2 separate regions of the Oryctolagus cuniculus genome follow, and region 2 is linked to region 1. Evidence: chromatin contacts called from public Hi-C data. All regions are on one chromosome and are shown on one strand. The core of a region is the stretch at or near the end of the contact, and the rest is flanking DNA. Distances in the headings are between cores, read along the strand shown. Region 1 holds the start of TBC1D20 (TBC1 domain family member 20). Region 2 holds the start of SRXN1 (sulfiredoxin 1).

Evidence for each region. Hi-C and Micro-C count contacts between places; a contact is called where the count stands out from the background.
Region 2: a contact with region 1 is called in a Hi-C map of an unstated tissue, with 2.8 times the contacts expected there. The contact joins the promoter of SRXN1 here to the promoter of TBC1D20 in region 1. A contact is called at or near these places in 2 of 6 Hi-C or Micro-C datasets (ear pinna and an unstated tissue).

What each region holds. Positions count from the first base shown.
Region 1 is chr11:26,548,409-26,551,255 of mOryCun1.1, reverse strand. It overlaps TBC1D20 (TBC1 domain family member 20), which reads left to right and starts at 1,446. Exons shown (of 7, transcript XM_070051977.1): 1 at 1,446-1,648. The coding sequence starts at 1,579. It overlaps LOC138844319 (a long non-coding RNA gene), which reads left to right. Exons shown (of 2, transcript XR_011379953.1): 2 at 1-56.
Region 2 is chr11:26,719,058-26,721,835 of mOryCun1.1, reverse strand. It overlaps SRXN1 (sulfiredoxin 1), which reads left to right and starts at 1,483. Exons shown (of 2, transcript XM_002710893.5): 1 at 1,483-1,907. The coding sequence starts at 1,680. It overlaps LOC108176616 (a long non-coding RNA gene), which reads right to left and starts at 1,386. Exons shown (of 4, transcript XR_011379954.1): 1 at 1,200-1,386; 2 at 1-884.

The DNA.
Region 1 (2,847 bases), core at 197-2,696:
AAGCACTCAGTGTATTTGTAAGTTTAATAACATTAAAGAATTGCACAGACTTAAAAGGCTTTGTTGTATCATTGTTAAACTGTTTCACTGAATTAAACCTGGTATGTGACAATATACCCTCCTTCCCCCACATTCTGATTGTCACGAATCCTTTTATGATGTTAACATCCCTGTTTTTAAAGAAAAAGTATGCACACGTATATAATATCTACCTATGAAGTGAAGGAGGCAAAATGTTAGAAATTGTTAAATCTTAAAACTTAAAAAAAGTGTTGCCTCAGGAGGGCATTACCTGGTTCTTGTCTTCATGCAAGAAAGAGTTCAGATGTGAGACTGGTAGCTGTGAGCATGCTAGCGACATTGAGTGAGGAGTGCACCTGGCAGACCAGGCCGGGATCTCGGGAAAGAGCTGGGAGCCGAGTCTGCACTCACACTGGTGGTTCACAGATGCTGTGTCTGGGCCTTCTACACCCTCTCTGGAATATTGCTGGATGAAGGGCTTTCTGGGTGCGGAGTTCCACCGAGAACCTCTTAATAGTCCCCTTGATGAAGGGCAGAGGAGAGAGGCTGACCCCAGCCTGGTTATTGAACCACATCCACTTTAGATGTGTAAATGTTAGTTTGCTGCCTTGTTGCATCGCACAGAAAAATTCCCATTTTTCTTCTGCCCCTCACACACTTAGGCTCATGTATACCTAGCTACCATTAACAAACATTTGTAAAGACTTAAAATTCTGATGCTTAAAAATGGAAAATTATTAAATTTATAAACCCAGTTTCAAATGTTCAAAGGGCCTTCATTAAATTCATTAATGAGCCCAAAGAATCTCATTTACTAAATTTATGAACAGAATTGTAAAATTTGTCAGTTGAAGGAAAAAAATCGCTTGGGGATTTCTAATTTTAATAAATGGAATATTGGTTCTAGAAATCAAATTAACTTCGGAGTAACCTCCCCCAGCGAGACGGGGCCCTGGAGGCGGATGGGGCAGGACGGGCAGGAGCTCCGGGGGGAGGCAGGGCAAGCAGACGCGGAGCGGGTGGCCTTCGGAAGCCGGGCGTGTCGCCGGGACCTGGCCTGGTCAGCCGCGGGGGTCGCGGCCGTGCAGAAGGCGGGCGCGGTGCCCACAGGGGTCGACGTGGACGGCGTCTACAGTGCACGCCCTGGGCGCCAGCGTAAAATCCCTAAGCTGAAACGGCATCTCACAGTTACACAGCAGGCCTGGTAACGTTCTAAGCACCTGTGAGCTCAGTGCTCTTAGTCCCACTTTGCAGACAAGTCCCGATCGCACTAGGCCAAGAGCGACAGCTGCTACGGCGGGAACTCTCCCAGCGCGCTCCCGCCGCTGTCCCAGGCGGCTCGGGCCGCGCGCGCCTCCACCGCCCCGGCCCCGCCCCCCGCGCAGCGGAGCGTCACGTGCCGGTGTGGGGCGTGGTCTCCGCTGCGCCTGCGTGCCGCGGGCCGACGAAGCCGAGCCTGCCCGGGCGGAGTGGGCGCTGCGTCCAGCGGCCATAGCCGCGTCTTCTCACGGCTCTGCCACCAGCCGGGGCTCGGGCTGGAGCCCGGGCCCCCGGGACATGGCCCTCCGGAGTGCACAGGGTGACGGCCCCATCTCCAGCCGCTGGGACGGCGGCGCCGAGAAGGCAGGTACGGAACCCGGCAGGAGAGGCCTGTGAGGTCGGCCTCAGGGGCAGGGGCAGGGGCGGCCCCAGGGCCCGGGACAGCTGTCTGAAGGGGAGCCGGCGGCGGAGGGGTGCCGGAGGGGCCGCGGGGCGGCGGGCGGGGTCTGGGCAGCGAGAGAGAAGATGACTGCGGGGCGCGTCTGTATGGGGAGAGGGTCTGCAGTCGCGGGGTCCGGCGGATGCTGAGCTGACCCAAGGAATCCTGGCGGCAGGATCGTGCGGGGCTGTGCGCTCGGGCCTCGTTCCATCTGGGGAGGAGACGGGGCTTTCTGAGAACTGAGGCAGAGGCCTCGCCCCCGTGGGCCCGAGACGTCCGGCCACGTCCGCAGACTCCTGGAGCCGCCGCCCTCTTGGAAGGGCAGGTTTCCCAAACTTGATTCACGTGTCGCCACCTAGACTTAACGCCGTATATGCGTGCGCCACCTGTTTACCATCAAATTCTGCCTTTTCCGGTGTGAAGTTCGGTGGTTCTTAGTGCATCCACGAAGTTGCGCCAGCATCGCCGCTGTTTTCGAAACATTTCCAGTTCAAAAAAGAAACCCGTGTCCGGCAGGAGCCGCTTCGCCTTCAGCTCTGGCCACCGCGGCTCTCCCTGTCGCATCCTCCTCCACCTATTTTAACCTCATTTAATGGGGTTAAAAGGGCACTGGTTTTTTTTTTTTTTTCCCCAGGCTGTTTCAGTCTGAATTTCCATGAATTCATACTTTTGTTGCACGTTATTATTCTCGAATGTTTTCCAGTGACTACTTGACGGTTAAACTGATGCACGTTTGCTTCGTGCCGAGTTAGAGCGTCTTTCCCCCCGGCGAATGCTGGGGTGGTTGTCCCACGTTGCCCACAGCACGGGCCCCAGAATCAGCCCTTACGGTTCGAGGAGTTCCCGGCCTCCACGTCTGGCGTCTGCTGTCCCCTCTTTCTTCGGGTCTCGGACTGGCTGCAAGGGGAGCCCACTCCGCCTGTTTGTCCTCAGCGCCCTTTGGCGTCGTAACCCCTTTGCTGCTGTTTGTGTGACATCTGTCCTCGTGCGTAATAGTCAGTGCCGCGAGTGGCATGGGCCTTGTGACCTGTTGCAGTGCAGCTGTATCCTGGCAGGAAAACTTGTGCCCCTGCGCTTCCCGTGATGTTGCTTCTCGGGATAAAAGGGAGGAATTTAGAGATGCCGTT
Region 2 (2,778 bases), core at 234-2,733, 170 kb before region 1:
CTTTACTTCCACCTGTGAACGTTGTGAGGTAGTGTGATGTGATGTGATGTTCTGAGCTACAGCAGCCATACTGGGACCATGAGTAGCAAAGATGAGGACAAAGCCAGATGCTAGGATGATGGCACATAAAGATGGCGTGACCCTGGTCTTGGGTGACACTGTTCAGCCGCTCTTCACCAGTCTTGGAAGTGAGAAAGCCAATCTTCATGTTTAAGCTCTTTTAAGTTGGGACATGTGTATGGTAAGACACCGAATTTGATACCAGGAGTAGGGTAACAGCTTGATGAGACTGAGGTCAAATCTCCATGTTTCCACTCCAAAAACCACTGTCCTGCCCTCCTGACCTCCTGTAAGGAGGAAGACCCCTTCCCTCTCAACAGAAGTCTCCGATCTCAGTAATTCCTGGGCGGAAGTGCGGGTGGCAGCTCCACTTCCTGAGCCGGGACCAAGTGCAGAAGCCGAAAGCTTCCAGTGACACTCACAACAGCCTCGCCATCCTCGGTTCTGGGAGGAGCCGGAACGGTGACTTTCTCCAGCAAAGCGGGATGCCAGAGCCCCGGGCACCGCGGTGATGGGCAGCGTCACCTCCCCGTCCACGTGGGACTCAGAAAGCCAGTGACGGCCGAGGGCGCGTGGCCCCACGGGGACAGTGCTGTGGCTCACCTCTCAGCGCCGGGGTTCAAGCCCCAGCTCCACTCCCGACCCGGCTTCCCGCCAGGGCACCCTGGGGAGCAGCTGCAGTACCAGGCTCCCTGCCGCCAAAGTGCAAGACCCAGCAGAGTCCCCGCTCCTGGCTTCAGCCTGGCCCGGCCCTGGCTGTTGCAGCTTTCGGGAAGTGACCCAGCAGGTGGAAGATCTCTCCGTCTGTTTCTGTATCTCTCTGCCTTTCGGATAAATAAAAATAATAATAGAATTTATTTAAAGAAAGTGTCACCTGTCTCTCCCTCTCTCTCTCTCTGTAACTCTACCTCTCAAATACATAAGTAAATCTTAAAAAAAAAAGTGTCAGTAACCAACTGGCAGCCTCCCAAGGGCAGGATTCCAGGGAGCTCCGTGGGACAGTCGCTGCGGGTGAGCCACGCAGCGCGCAGGGGTGCGGAGGGGCCTCTGGGGCCGGGCTGCTGGACCTGAGCCCCAGCTCGGCCACTCAAGCCCCCTGCCCTCGGGTCCAGCGCCGCCACCTGGGAAACGGGACCTACCTGGCGGGGTCGGGAGTTACTACACAAGCAGCGTGCTCTCCACGCTTTGCAGCCTGCACCGGCTTCCGGGAGGACTGCCGTGGGCGCCGCCGCTTCTGCCGACTCACGCCTGCTCGGCAGGTCCGGCCACCGCCCGCCAGCGCGCCCGGGGCCGACCGCGCCTCCCCAGCGCCGGGACTGCACACTCACCCTGAGTCAGCCCGCCGGGCGCGCCCACTGCCGGGCGCCGCGCGGCCCGGGGGAGGTTGCGGGGCGCCCCCCGGCGGCGGGCCCGAGCCGGGCGAGCCCAAGCCCGGGGCCGCGGGGCGGGAGGGGTTGGGGACTGGGCCACTGCGGAGCCGGGGCCGCGGCCGCACCACCGCGGGGCTTGGGGAGGAGCGCGCCCCCCGACGCCGCACGGGCCCCCCGCCCAGCCCCGCCTAATGGTACGGCCCGGCCGGAGTTAAAGCCGCGGAGGCGGCGCGCGGGGGCGGCGGCGCCATGGGGCTGCGAGCGGGCGGCGCGCTGGGCAGGGCCGGCGCGGGTAGAGGGGCGCCCGAGGGGTCCGGGCCGAGCGGCGGCGGCGGCGGCGGCGGCGGCGCGCAGGGCAGCAGCATCCACTCGGGCTGCATCGCCGCGGTGCACAACGTGCCGCTGAGCGTGCTCATCCGGCCGCTGCCGTCCGTGCTGGACCCGGCCAAGGTGCAGAGCCTGGTGGACACGATCCGGGTGAGGCCCCGGGGAGGCTGGCCCGCCGGAGGGAGGGCTCGGGGCGGGGAGGTCGCGCCGAGGGAGCCGGGGCTGACTGGGCGCCTGTGGGCGCTCAGCCATAGCTGTGTGACCTTGGGCGACGGTGGGCCTCTGCTTCTCGCTTGAGCAAGGAAGGGACGAGCCAAGACGGTTAAAAGAAGGACCGGCGATTCCTGTAAGACAGCGCCTGCCCCGGCCCCGGGGGCTAAGTTCCTTAGCGTCCTGCACCCACCCTCCCAGGTAGATACCGGCCCCTTTTCCCAGGTGAGAACCGAGGCTAGGGAGAGTTCTTTTTATAGCAACGTGCCCAAGGTCAGGCGCGTGGAAAGGCCACGGGCAGCCCCGTCCCAGCGTCCCCACTGTCCAGGGAGGGGCTGTCCGGCCCTTGTGGGGACAGCAGGACCTGGGGGTCCTGGTCCTGGGGGTCTGCTGAAAGGTAGTGGGGAGGGCGCTGGGGGAACCCAGTGATGCTGGCGGGCTGGGGCTGGGGCTGGGGGCGCATGAGCGTGGGTCTGGCCGGGTCCCCTTGGCATCCTGCCCCCTACTCCGGCCCTGGGCAGGGGGGCAGAGGAGACCCCCTCGTCCCACCAGAGGCTGCCGCAGCCAGGAGGTCTTCAGTCCTGGAATGTGCCTAGCGTCCCCACACTCCCGGCCCTGCCCCAGAGCCCACAGCCCCGGTGGTTCCCGCTCCACCTCCTGGCCTGGAGCCCTGGCCCCTCTAGCTGGCCAGGGTCAGAGGCATTTTTCCAGGTAGCCCCATGTCCATCAGACATCGTCCACGTGCTTATTCCCTTGTGTCTGGTCTGTCTGCGTCATCTCCTGTGAACTGCACACGAGCAGGAACCTTGTC